Regions from separate parts of the Sus scrofa genome. Here all the other regions are linked to region 3. The links are chromatin contacts, called in public promoter capture Hi-C maps. All regions are on one chromosome and are shown on one strand. Each heading gives the region's core, a stretch centred on a gene start, on an enhancer-like site or on the middle of the called end of the contact. The rest is flanking DNA. Distances are from core to core; before and after follow the strand shown.

Region 1 (4,352 bases), core at 801-3,300, 64 kb after region 3:
CCAGTATTCCTCAACATGACCATGAAAAATTGTGAATAATCATACAGTGCAATTATTATATCACAGTTAAAATGATTGCATCAGAGCTACATGTAAGAATATGAATACCAGAGTTCCTGTCGTGGCTTGGTGGTTAACGAATCCAACTAGGAACCATGAGGTTGCAGGTTCGATCCTTGGCCTTGCTCAGTGGGTTAAGGATCCGGCCTTGCCGTGAGCTGTGGTGTAGGTTGCAGACTCAGCTCAGATCCCGCGTTGCTGTGGCTCTGGCATAGGCTGGTGGCTACAGCTCCGATTCGACCCCTAGCCTGGGAACCTCCATATGCCACAGAAGCAGCCCTAGAAATGGCAAAAAAAAAAAAAAAAAAAGAATGTGAATACCACTCAATAAAGATGTTAAGCATAAAAACAAGTAGCAAAATGATACATTCACTGTAATATTTTATAATATAAAGTTTAAAAGCATGCAAAACTATAATTGTTTCCAGATATAGACATTGTATAAAGCATCATAGTAGGCATGGGGTTGATAAGTACCAAAGTCAGCAAGATGGTGACTTCCAACAAGAGAAGGAGGGAAATGCCACAGGAAGAGATACATCAGGCTCTTCAGCTGTACATGTGATGTTTGTTTCTTAACCTGTGGGAAGTGATATTACTACTTTTTTTTTTTTTTTTTTTTTTTAGGGCCGTACTGGTGGCATACGGAGGTTCCCAGACTAGGGGCTGAATCGGATCTGCAGCTGCCGGGCTACACCACAGCCACAGCCATGCTTAATCCTTAATCCACTGAGCGAGGCCAGGGAGCGAACCCACTTCTTCATGAATCCTTGTCGGGCTTGTTAACTGCTGAGCCACCATGGGAACTCCAAGTTATATTATTCTTGACTTTTCTGAATATTTCTTATTTTTTATATTTTCTTCCCACAAAGGGGGAGGGAAGTGAAGTTTAACAGACTTGGGTTTCAGTTGTCCCTGCCACTTTCCTTAATTTCTCCAAGCCTCTGCATCTGTAAGAGGATATCATAATAATAAATATCCTGTTTCATAATCAATTAAGTGAACTACTGTGGATATCAGTGCTGCACAAAGTGTGAAGTGCTATAGCAGTGTAAGCGGTTAATTGTGCACCGATGCTCCACAAATTCCAGCTATTACTGGAAACTCTTGGTGTTCCTTTGTTACATACTCTCATAGGAACTTGTCCCTTTCCTTCAGGGACACTTCCCCTAGTTTGCAATTATAAGTCCAGGATCGCTTTATATTACCATCAATCCACACTCCATGGCATTGGGTCCAGCACTGGTCTTGGCACATTTTGTTATTCTAAGGTGTTTGTTGGTTTGTTTTGCTTTTTAGGGCTGCACTCCTGACATATGGAAGTTCCCAGGCTAGGAGCTGAATCAGAACTACAGCTGCTGGCCTACACCACAGCCACAGCAACGTCATATTCCAGCTGAGTCTGTGACCTACACCATAGCTCATCCCAACACCGGATTCTTAACCCACTTAGCAAGGCCAGGGATCAAACCGGCATCCTCACGGATACTAGTAAAATTCGTTTCCGCTGTGCCACAATGGGAACTCCACATTTTGCTTTTCTTATCTGAAATAGTGGTTACCTGTACAAAGTAAGAATGAGAAGCAAGGTGGGAAAAAAGGGCTTTTATTTTGTCCTCAGTTTCTACCCTCTTTGCTCTTTTACCTTGTACCTGTAATAGTGACAAACTAGTTCAATTTTTAATTAAAATAATGATTAAATCGGCATATCAATTTCATCCCTCGAGGTAACATTTTAATACAGGACGTAGCAGGAAATAGGAGCAGGCAAAGCCTGGGAGGGAAGGCGGCGGCGTATCTAACGGTTTAAGAACGGCCGGCGGCGCCGTTAGGAGGCGCTTGCGAGGCCGCCGCAGAAATTCCCGCCCTCCCGCTACATGCCCCAGTAACCCCGGCGCGCCGGCGACCGAGAGTAACCTCGCGGTCGGGTGACGGCACCCCCCCGCCCCGACTCTCGCCTGCTCCGTCTCAGCCAATAGGGAGGCAGTGCACGAGCCGGCCGGACACCAGCACGCCCCGACTCCTCCCCTGAGCTGCTGGAACTGAGTTGTACAGGCGCTGCTTCAGACTTTTCCAATCGCAGGTCTGGTTCCCTGTACCAAGCCCCGCCCCCGGCCTGCCCCGCGTTCATTCTGGCCAGAGTCACCTTTGCCTTACAACCGCTCAGCCCCGCCCCCTGCCTACCTTGCTGCGTGAGGCCCCGCCCCCTTCCCGGGCCGGCCAATGATCGGCTGAGTCTGAAGCCGCTGGGCGGGCCCACAGCCAATGCGCACGCCGTGGGCGGGCTCCGGGCCGGAATTGGGGGTGAAGCTCCAGCGTTGTGCCCACATTCGGGGCGCGCGGAGCCGAGGGGTCCCTGGGGGGCGCCCGGAGCTAAGATGGCGTCCGCAGCCGAGGGGGACGTGGGAGCGGTGGTGGAGCTGGCAGGAGTGCTGCGGTGGGTTCTCCAGGAGCTGAGCCTTAACAAGTTGGCGACGTCCCTGGGCGCGTCAGAACAGGCGCTGCGGCTCATCCTCTCCATCTTCCTAGGTAAGGACCCCTCGCGGAGTCCCCGGGGAACCGGGGCGTGACCTCCCCCTCTTCCCGGCCCCACCGGGAGGGCTGTGTGGGGTGCGAATGTGAATCCTAGAACACACCAACCAGCTCTGGAGAGGGATACAAGTCTAGTCTCGAGTCTGGGGGCGCTGTGCCCTCTGAACCTCTTCACCTTTCCCTTCGACCCCTACTGTACCCTTCTGGCCCCTCATTTGGCGCCACCACCCTCTCATCCTGCCATGCTCTATCCGGTGTCCCCACGACCTGTCCTTATTTGTCTCTCTTGAGTTCTACTCTCTGTCCATGTGTACTGCTGGTATTAATATCAACCCTCTCACACGCGCGCTTCTTATTGGCAGGTATAGGCCCCCTAACTTAGCTATTTTAGTCCTAAGGGCCCCCTCAGCCCCACGCTCCATACTTGCACATTCTGAATCTCTATTTTGTGCATTGCCAGCTTGTATTACACTTTCCTCTTTTTGTCCAGTTTCTCGTGTTTTCTTCTTATACCATATTGCTTTTTCTTTTCCTTAACCACCCACCTGTCATTTACCCTGGAATATCATTTTAGTACTGGGCTTGGGAAACAGGACTGGCAACCCCTTAAAAACTATCCATGCTACCCCAAGCGGTTGTTATCCACGTGGTTCAAAGGATGTGGTATATCTGAATTTATGTCACAACAGACTGTGTTATACCTGGTTTATAGGCTTTTTTATTGCATTCTTCCTCCATGGTTTTTTTAATACAAGGAAGCAGCATGACAATGAGGGGGGAAAAAAGTGTGTAGACTTAGAAGGCAAACGAATCAGATCCAGCCTTGCTGCTGCTTACAAACTGTGGGACCCCGGGCCAACCACATAACCTGTCTGAGTCTCAGTGTTCTTATTTATGAAATGAGGACAATAATGCCTATCTGATAGGATTGCTGTAAAGTCTTGTAGGAATTCAAAAGTTAGGAGCTGATTTGTCAATATTTGAGTAGTTGGAAGATTTTATGAAGGTTATGGGACTTTAGGAGAGCAGGGGTGGGAGGAATTTAGCAAACAAAACAGAGGGGCAAGAGCAGGTCTGCACTACAAGAAATTTGAGATAAAGTTGGGCAGATGTGGAAAGCCTTAAATGCCAGAAAGAAATTTGGAATTTATCCAGTAGTCAGTAGAGATGCTGACATTTAATATCATCTAAGGGTGTTAACTAGATCTAGATAATGGGAGAAGCATTAATTCATATTTAAACAACCTTGGGTAATATCACGTCCTTCACCTATTACACATCAAACCTAGACAATCTTCCTTTCTTCCAAATGAGGGTCACATTTTCTCTCCCTTATAGAATTGTAAAATTGTATTTTATTTTATTGCCTTTTAGCGCTGAACCCTCGGCATATGGAGGTTCCCAGGTTAGGGGTCCAATCGGAGCTACGGCAGCTGGCCTACACCGCAGCCACAGCAGCTCCGGATCCCCGACCTACTGAGCGAGGCCAGGGATCAAACCCACATCCTCATGGATACTAGTTAGATTCATTTCCACTGCACCACAACAGGAACTCCCTGTAAAATTTTAGAGGTAGAGGGGACTTTAACTTGTGTGACTTGCTTAGTGTCACCCAGATCTAACCCAGTTTATCAGTACCTCAGTCCAGGGTTCTTTGCACCACACCAGCTTTGAACTTCCTACTTCTTCACCCTTGTTTCTAACCTGGTTATTTCTTGGAGATTGTAGTTGACAATTAAGAGTGTTTACATTTCGGAGTT
Region 2 (3,858 bases), core at 630-3,129, 36 kb after region 3:
CGCAGAGAATCTGAATGTTTGTTTGCCATACATTAAATGGGTTTGAATACTCTACATTCCTTCTATGAGTCTCTGCAAGTTATTTAACTTTCTTAGTCCTGACTTGCCTTATCTTTAAGCGGAGATAACACCCACTATAAGAGTTGAGGTGAAGGCGTTTCCATCATGGTGCAGTGGAAAGCAATCCAACTAGGAACCATGAGGTTTCGGGTTGGATCCCTGGTCTCGCTCAGTGGGTTAAGGACCTGGCATTGCCGTGAGCTGTGGTGTAGGTCGCAGAGGTGGCTCGGATCCTGCGTTGCTGTGGCTGTGCACAGGCCAGCCGCCGTAGCTCCTATTCAACCCCTAGCCTGGGAACCACCATCTGCCACAGGTGTGGCATTAAAAAGACCAAAAAAAGAAAGACAAAAGAAAAGAGTTGAGGTGAAGATTAAATTAATATAGGTAAAATTCCTAACACAGTGCCCAGTTCACAGTGGTTCTCAGTAAGTTCCTGTTTATTATCTATTTGTGCTGCTATCATCGTATCACCACCAAGATACGATTATGTGTTTGTATTTCACAAATGTGATTCATGGAGGGATCCAAGCCAACCCTTCATAAGAGTTATAAACAGAATCCTCACTCCTTGCATTGCTCAATGTTTGTCCTGTTTTCAATCTTGTAGCTGGATCAGTGAGGTACACGGAGAAGGAAGAGCCTTACCTACGGCAACGTAGTAGGCGGCAAACCCAGTGAAACGCTCCTCATTGGAGAAATCCGACGTAAAAATCACCTGGAGTTTGTTATACGGGACTTGGAACTCTTCCACCACTGCGGACTTGGGGTTCTTGCTGGTCTTCTGTCCACAGAGTTTCCCTTCTTCACGTCCTCCTGACTTTATCTAAGAGAAGAGTCAAAAAGAGGCTGGGAATGGATATTTTGGTAGGAAGGTCAGAGCAAAGGGGGAAAGATGAGACCATTTCCCACAGGAGGACTTTGTGACTCCAGCTCACTGCATACCAGGGGCACTCCTGCTGGCAACCTCTCCTTCCAGCCCCCAACCCCAGCCCCATCCTTTATGTGCTTATTAGAACATACCTGCACTGGAGTTCCCATCGTGGCTCAGTGGTTAATGAATCTGACTGGGAACCATGAGGTTGCAGGTTCAATCCCTGGCCTTGCTCAGTGGGTTAAGGATCCGGCCTTGCCGTGAGCTATGGTGTAGGTCGCAGACGCAGCTCGGATCCTGTGTTGCTGTGGCTCTGGCGTAGGCCAGTGGCTACAGCTCCAATTCGATCCCTAGCCTGGGAACCTCCATATGCTGCAGGAATGGCCCTAGAAATGGCAAAAAGACAAAAAAAAAAAAAAAAAAAAAAAAAAGAACATACCTGCACTGAGTCATATGCACAGTTCTCTGACAGCTCTATGTCCAGGTGGGTGAAGTAAAGGTGGATCCCGTACCCTTCAGGAACTTCTATATCCCAAGATTTCTCTACCTCATTGGGGTAAGCCTGAGGATAGTTGGGGGACAGGATCTCCCCATACATAGTCGGCTCGGCATCAACCCACGCCAAAAGGGAAAGTAGGACAATGCACCTGAAAAAAAAAAAAAAAAGACACATGGAGAGGTGGGTGATGCAGGTGCCAACGGACGAGTGCAGGGAGAAGGGAGGGGAAAGGAGAAGGGCACCAGCCCATAGAGGAGACGCTTGGGTGGGAATGAAGCCAAAAGGCCCCATTAAAGCAAAACCCAGGCTTCAGATCTGAACCATTTTCTTGAGAAGATGAAGGGAACTGAGTCTGTGTACATCCCTGTGGATTCCTGATCACTTACCACATCCCTGGCAATTTGTCCATCCCTGGTGAACAGCTCTTTTGGTCCTGGCTCTTGGCACCTCTGGACTTTGGAGCCAAAGAGGTGCCAGGCTGTGTATTTGTCCAACAAACACAGATACCTGCTGAAGCAGTGAAGGATCAGTGTCCCCTTGGCAAAAATAACACAGAGAGTAAACAGAAGGATATCACTAATCATTGCCCCTGACACCCATCCTCTCACATGCTCCCTGTTTCTAAATTTTGTTTGGTTTGGTTTAGTTTTTTTTGTGGTTTTTTTTTTTTTTTTTTAATGGCCTCACCCAAGGCATATGGAAGGTCCCAGGCCAGAGATGGAATCCAAGCTGCAGCCAAGACCTACACCACACCTGAAGCCACGCTGGATCCTTTAACCTACTGCACCGGGCCAGGATTGAAACCGCATCTCCACATCCACCTGAGCCACTGCAGTCAGATTCTTAACCCACTGCACCACAGCGGGAACTCCTTCCTGGTTCTAAATTGAAACTAAATCTTATCCCTCTCCTGTGGTTTCTCGGGACCTTCTCCCAAGTTTTCTCCAAAATGAGAAGTACTCTCTCTCGAGTTTTCCTCTTCCTCTGTTTTCCTTCCTCACCCCCAACTGTCCCCTCCAGCCCCAACCCTATCAGCCTCTCTCTTGCTCTCAGAGAACCATATCCCCATTTCTACTCAGGTGTTCAGGAGTCTTTCCCCCTCATGACCATCCTCCTAGGACGGGTCTCCCCTCTCCTTAACACTGGGCTCCCCCCTTGGAGTTCCCGTCATGGCTCAGTGGCAATGAACCTGACTGGTATCCATAAAGATGAGAATTCTATCCCTGGCCTTGCTCAGTGGGTTAAGGATCTGGCATTGCTGTGGCTGCAGTGTAGGCCGGTGGCTGCAGCTCTGATTCCAGCTGGACCCCTAGCCTGGAACCTTCCATATGCCATGAGTGCAGCCCTTAAAAAAAGCAAAGCAAAGCAAAAAAAAAAAAAAACACCCCCCCACCCCTTATCACTTCGAACTAGCTCTCTTGACTATGTTTATTAGTGCATGGATTTCTGTGGATGCCCCAAATGACCACTGATGGAGGAATGAGCTTCTTTTCCCAGGGAAAAACCTGGGGAGAAGTGGTCTTGAGACAAGCTTGGGTGGGGAAGAAGAAAAGGTACATCTGAATGACAGGAAACATAAAAAGAGAGGAAAAGTATTCCCTCAATTTCCCAGGTCATTTTTCCAAGTTTTGGTTTTTTTTTAACTTTACTAAAAAGACAAGGCATTTCCCCCACAGTTCCAAAAAGTCCTGCCAAATATGTTTCTAACCCTGAAAACAGTGATAGGTGGTGAGGTGACACTGGGGTGGAGAGAGTCAACCTGAGAAATAAGGGGTCTATATTCTGCCTTCTTTTTGTTCTGCTCTTTCCAGCCCTCCCTCTTTGCCCCAAACCTTCTTATATAAAGTTTTCTGCCTTCCTTTTTCCTCCATCAAAGCTCTGCTCTTCGATTTCAAGGTTTTTACCTTCAGAAGCTGATGGGAGCAAGCGGGTCAGTCCCCTCTCTCTTGCCAGTGGGCATGCCCGGCGACCCTGCCGGCCCCCAGGAAGAGCAGCACAGGGCCCAGGCACCCCCTCTGCAGGAACCTCCGCCGGCCTCCCTGGGCTGATTCTGTCCCTGTGATTCTCTACTCCAGTGTGCATGTCTGAAATTCCCTGATCCAAACAAGGAGGGGGCTGGGAGACCATGACTTAGGGAAAGGGGAGCTCAGCCTTGATCTTGGAGCTCCCTCTGCTTTTGAAACAAGAACTGCATATTCTCTCAAGCCTGAGATTCCTCTATCCCAGGCTGCTGGGGTTGAGAGGAGGAATCTGGGAATTTCACCGATTGCCTAACACTCTTTTTTAGCCAAAGGGTGTGCTGCAGAGTTTTTGGGGAAGTCAGGTGATTTGTAGGAAAAGGAAGGGATTAATACTGTGGGGAAAAGCGAAACCCAGAAAAGTCCAGCCCTCCAACTGCATAGGAATCACAAACGAAAGGAGAGCCGTT
Region 3 (3,957 bases), core at 724-3,223:
GAACCCTCCAACCTGGCTTGACACTGCCTCTTTCACATGCCAGCTCTTAAACTCCATTCCGTGATGACCTGGTCACTGCCAAATGGGGAGCTGCCGCATCTTCATGAGCCCACTGCTGGGGAAAGTGCCTGGCACAAGAAATGGGCAGCTACAAGTGGATAAGTGAGCCGGTGGGTGGGTGAAGAGATGGAGGGATTAGTCTAGTAGGGGAAACAAGCAGGAGTGACTACGAGGCCTGAGAATTCAGGAGCCTGTTCTGCCATCTGAGCCTCCCTGTGGAACACAACACCATAGGGTATCTGAGCCGGGCAGAGCTGAAGAAAGACTTCCCCAAAGAGCAATCTCTCTCTCTCTCTCTCTCTCTCTCTCTTTTTATTATTTATTTATTTATTTTTTGCTGCCCCTGCAGCATGCAGAAATTCCCTTGCCAGGGATCGAACCCGAGCCACAGCAGCGACCCCAACTGCAACAGTAACAACCCTGGATCCTTAACCCCCTGTACCACCAGGGAACTCCAGAGCAAACTTTTAAAACAGAACACAATGGCCTGGAGGTCAGGCGAGACAAGGGCCCTTCCTCCTCTGGTGGGCCTGGCTTCCTCTCAGAAAGACCGAGTCTGTCTCCGCCCACAGCCACACTGTTTGCCAAGCCCTTAGGCAGCTGCAACCCTTAGAGGTTCGAACTCTTGACCAGAGGCTGAAGAAAAAAGGATGTCTCAGACTTCCCATAGTGGCTCAGTGGTTAACGAACCCTACTGGTATCCACGAGGATGCAGGTTTGATCTCTGGCCTTGCTCAGTGGGTTAAGGATCTGGCATTGCCATGAGCTGTGGTGTAGGTCATAGATTCGGCTCAGATCCCAACTTGCTGTGGCTGTGGTGTAGGCTGGCAGCTGCAGCTCCAACTTGACCCCTAGCCTGGGAAACTCCATGTGCCACAGGTTCAGCCCTAAAAACCAAAAGGCAAAAAAAAAAAAAAAAAAAAAAAGATGTCTCTATCCCCTCCTTAGACAAGTTCATGGGCAGCCATGAGTGCATTTTTCTCTTTAATTTTTAATTTTTTTATTTTTATTTTTTCGTCTTTTTAGGGCCACACCCATGGCATGTGGAGGTTCCCAGGCTAGGGATAAAATCGGAGCCACATAGCTGCTGGCCTTAGCATCACCGGATCCAAGCTGCATCTGCAACATGCTGAAGCTTGCAAGAATGCTAGATCCTTAACTCACTGAGCAAGAGCAGGAATCAAACCTGCATCCTCATGGATACTAGTAGGGGTCCTTTGTTTGTTTTGTTTTGTTTTGTTTGTTTGTTTGTTTGTTTGTTTGTTTTTGAAGAAGACAAACTTGTTTATAAATTCCTGCAGTGATCTTGGGCTGAAGTTTCCAGTAAGGCGAGGACCATAGACCCAACAATGAAGAAAGATGCAGGTACAAGACCTAGTCGGGTTCTTAACCCACTGAGCCACAACGGGAACTCCAGGCCTGAGTGCACTGAGGTGGAGAGGAAAGGTCTTAACACAGACTCCAGTGCTGCTTTGGGGTCCCAGCGACCCCTGTTCTGTGTCACTGAGGAGTGAAGGAGATCAAGATCCCAGGGCAACCAAGCTTCATTCCACTGTGCCCTCCTGCACTGCCCAGCTCTCAGCCTTATTCCTGTCGCATCATCCTGGGCATTGAAAGCCTGGCCATGCCTGGACCATAGCAGCTGGTTAGCTGGGTAACTTGGGCAGGAAGCACAGGGTTAAAGGAGAAGGGCGGTCCAGGAAAGAGAGTCCCTCTCAACTGCAATTTCCACTGGGTAGGAACCCCCGAAACAGAGCAGCAGTGCCTAGAGAGGTGAAGAAAGGTGAAACTCCCATCAGATGTGGAAGTGAAAGTCTGGGCCTCCCACCAAAGGCTTTCCAGTCCCTTAAAACTGCAGACCCATCTCTAGCCCTTCCCCACATGGCCAGCAGGTGGCAGCACCATCAGGGATTTCAAAACCAAAACTAAATCAAATTGGAAACAGACTTTTTTTTTTTGGTTTTGTTTATGCAAATAGTTAGTTCCTTACAACATTTCTCCCGGAATGGTCCCCCCCCTTCCCCCTCCACGGTCATTCCCTCCCCCTTCTCTCCTCTGCATGACTGCGCTCTCCCTGGACACAGAGTGGATGAAGCCGCTGCAGGAGAACCAGGGATCCCCAGAGAGGCCTTGAGAAATGTGAGTAAGGTTGATGGGGACCAAGGAGGGAGGGAGAAGCCAGAGCGGAGAACCCCGGGCACGGGAGGTTTATTCCTGCTCTCAAATTCATTCAGGGAGGTGGGAACACCCTTCCCTTCCCCATATACCTTATCCGTTCCGATGCACACACGCGTGCACACAGTCCAACACGTACCCCCCATCCCTCCTCCTGGGGATGAAAGGAGACCCCAGACCTAGAAAGTGATGTCCAGTGCCTTCCTCCTCCAGCTCATAGGGAACAGTGAGATGGACGGAACCCACTCTGCCCCAGAAGGGGGTCCTGTGCCCCCAACGCCTCCTTCCATAGGTGGTTTCTCCCAGAGGCCTTTGCTGAACCTTTGGAAGCCCTTTCAGGGAGCCATGACGGGAAACCCTCACCCTCAATTAACTGGTCCCAAGCCAGCCCTATTCCAGGAAGGGGAGGGGAGGGGAGGGGAGGGATGGGTCAAGGCAGGGGAGGAGGATGAGGAGAGAGGTGGAGGGAGTGAGATGACCTCTGGACTGGACGCTGCTCTGGGGAGGAACAGCCAGGGCAGCAGCTGACCAGCCTCCCCAATCCACCCTCCCCACCCAGAACATGTCGGTGAGGTCTAGCCTGGACAGAGAGGAAAATGACCATCCCATCCCCCCCTGCGACCACTGCCCAGGTAGCAAGGGCACTTGCTGCACCCCTCCAGCCCTATAGACACCATTTTTCTTTTTGGCAGGTGGCTCGTATACCTCCTGGTGCCAGGCCTGTTCTACAGCTTGGGGGGCACCACGCCCCTCCCTCAGAAGCTCTTTGGGGAGGTGACATCCCCTCGGTACCCCAAGCCTTACCCCAACAACTTTGAGACAACCACTGTCATCACAGTCCCCACGGGATACAGGGTGAAGCTGGTCTTCTGGCAGTTTGACCTGGAGCCTTCGGAAGGCTGTTTCTATGACTATGTCAAGGTAGGGGGTCCGGTCAGGAGGGCAGAGAGAGAGTTGGGGGTCTCTGGAAGCTGGGGACTTGTGCTCCAACCCCCCTGGACACACTCCCCACCTGGGGACACAGCCCCAAGTCTGTAAAAGCTGAGAGTCACGTGGAGTTCTGAGTGTCAAGCGATGCCACGGATGGGCATCCACTGGTTTAGAGACTCTCGGTGGGCACTGAGGGGAGAAACACAGAGGGAAGGAACCAACCCCAGCCTCAGGAAATATCCTGTCTACAGGAGTCAGAAACACCTGCCCCATCTGCTTACTCGCGTGTGGGAGTCTTTGGGAAACCGCTGTGCCTCAGTTTCCCTGTTTCCATGGAGAGTATCACCGTGGCTCCCTGCCTCACCAGGAACACAGGGACAAGGGGAAGGGAGCGGTGCATGGTGGTGGCTCAAGCAGAGCCTTTATTGGGGACAGTGGGCTCATCCCCTAACCCCTGTAATGACTAAGGGCCCCATCCTAGACCCGTCTTTCTACATCCAATAAAAATGAGACTCTCGGAGTTCCCAGTCATGGCACAGTGGCTAACGAATCCGACTAGGAACGATGAGGTTTCGGGTTCAATCCCTGGCCTCGCTCAGTGGGTTAACGATCCGGCGTTGCCGTGAGCTGTGGTGTAGGTCGCAGACGCGGCTCGGATCCCGAATTGCTGTGGCTCTGGTGTAGGCGGGTGGCTATGTCTCCGATTCGACCCCTCGCCTGGGAACCTCCATTTGCCACGGGAGCGGCCCTAGAAAAGTCAAAAAGACAAAATAAGAAGAAGAAAAAGATTCT

The links. Promoter capture Hi-C pulls out the DNA fragments that hold promoters and counts their contacts.
Region 1: a contact with region 3 is called in a promoter capture Hi-C map of fetal liver, with 2.1 times the contacts expected there. The contact joins the promoter of LPCAT3 here to the promoter of C1R in region 3. A contact is called at or near these places in 2 of 5 promoter capture datasets (fetal liver and liver), 3 of 47 Hi-C or Micro-C datasets (heart right ventricle and liver) and 1 of 2 datasets of contacts at active chromatin or transcription factors (alveolar macrophages).
Region 2: a contact with region 3 is called in a promoter capture Hi-C map of liver, with 9 times the contacts expected there. The contact joins the promoter of C1S here to the promoter of C1R in region 3. A contact is called at or near these places in 2 of 5 promoter capture datasets (fetal liver and liver), 20 of 47 Hi-C or Micro-C datasets (alveolar macrophages, embryonic fibroblasts, epiblast stem cells and 10 more) and 1 of 2 datasets of contacts at active chromatin or transcription factors (skeletal muscle).

Annotation. Positions count from the first base shown.
Region 1 is chr5:63,705,624-63,709,975 of Sscrofa11.1, forward strand. It overlaps LPCAT3 (lysophospholipid acyltransferase 5), which reads left to right and starts at 2,051. Exons shown (of 13, transcript XM_003355593.5): 1 at 2,051-2,589. The coding sequence starts at 2,439.
Region 2 is chr5:63,677,846-63,681,703 of Sscrofa11.1, forward strand. C1S (complement component 1, s subcomponent) reads right to left here and starts at 1,880. Exons shown (of 11, transcript NM_001005349.1): 1 at 1,817-1,880; 2 at 1,371-1,578; 3 at 706-883. The coding sequence starts at 1,821.
Region 3 is chr5:63,642,124-63,646,080 of Sscrofa11.1, forward strand. C1R (complement C1r subcomponent) reads left to right here and starts at 1,974. Exons shown (of 11, transcript XM_021092408.1): 1 at 1,974-2,199; 2 at 2,928-3,156. The coding sequence starts at 2,198.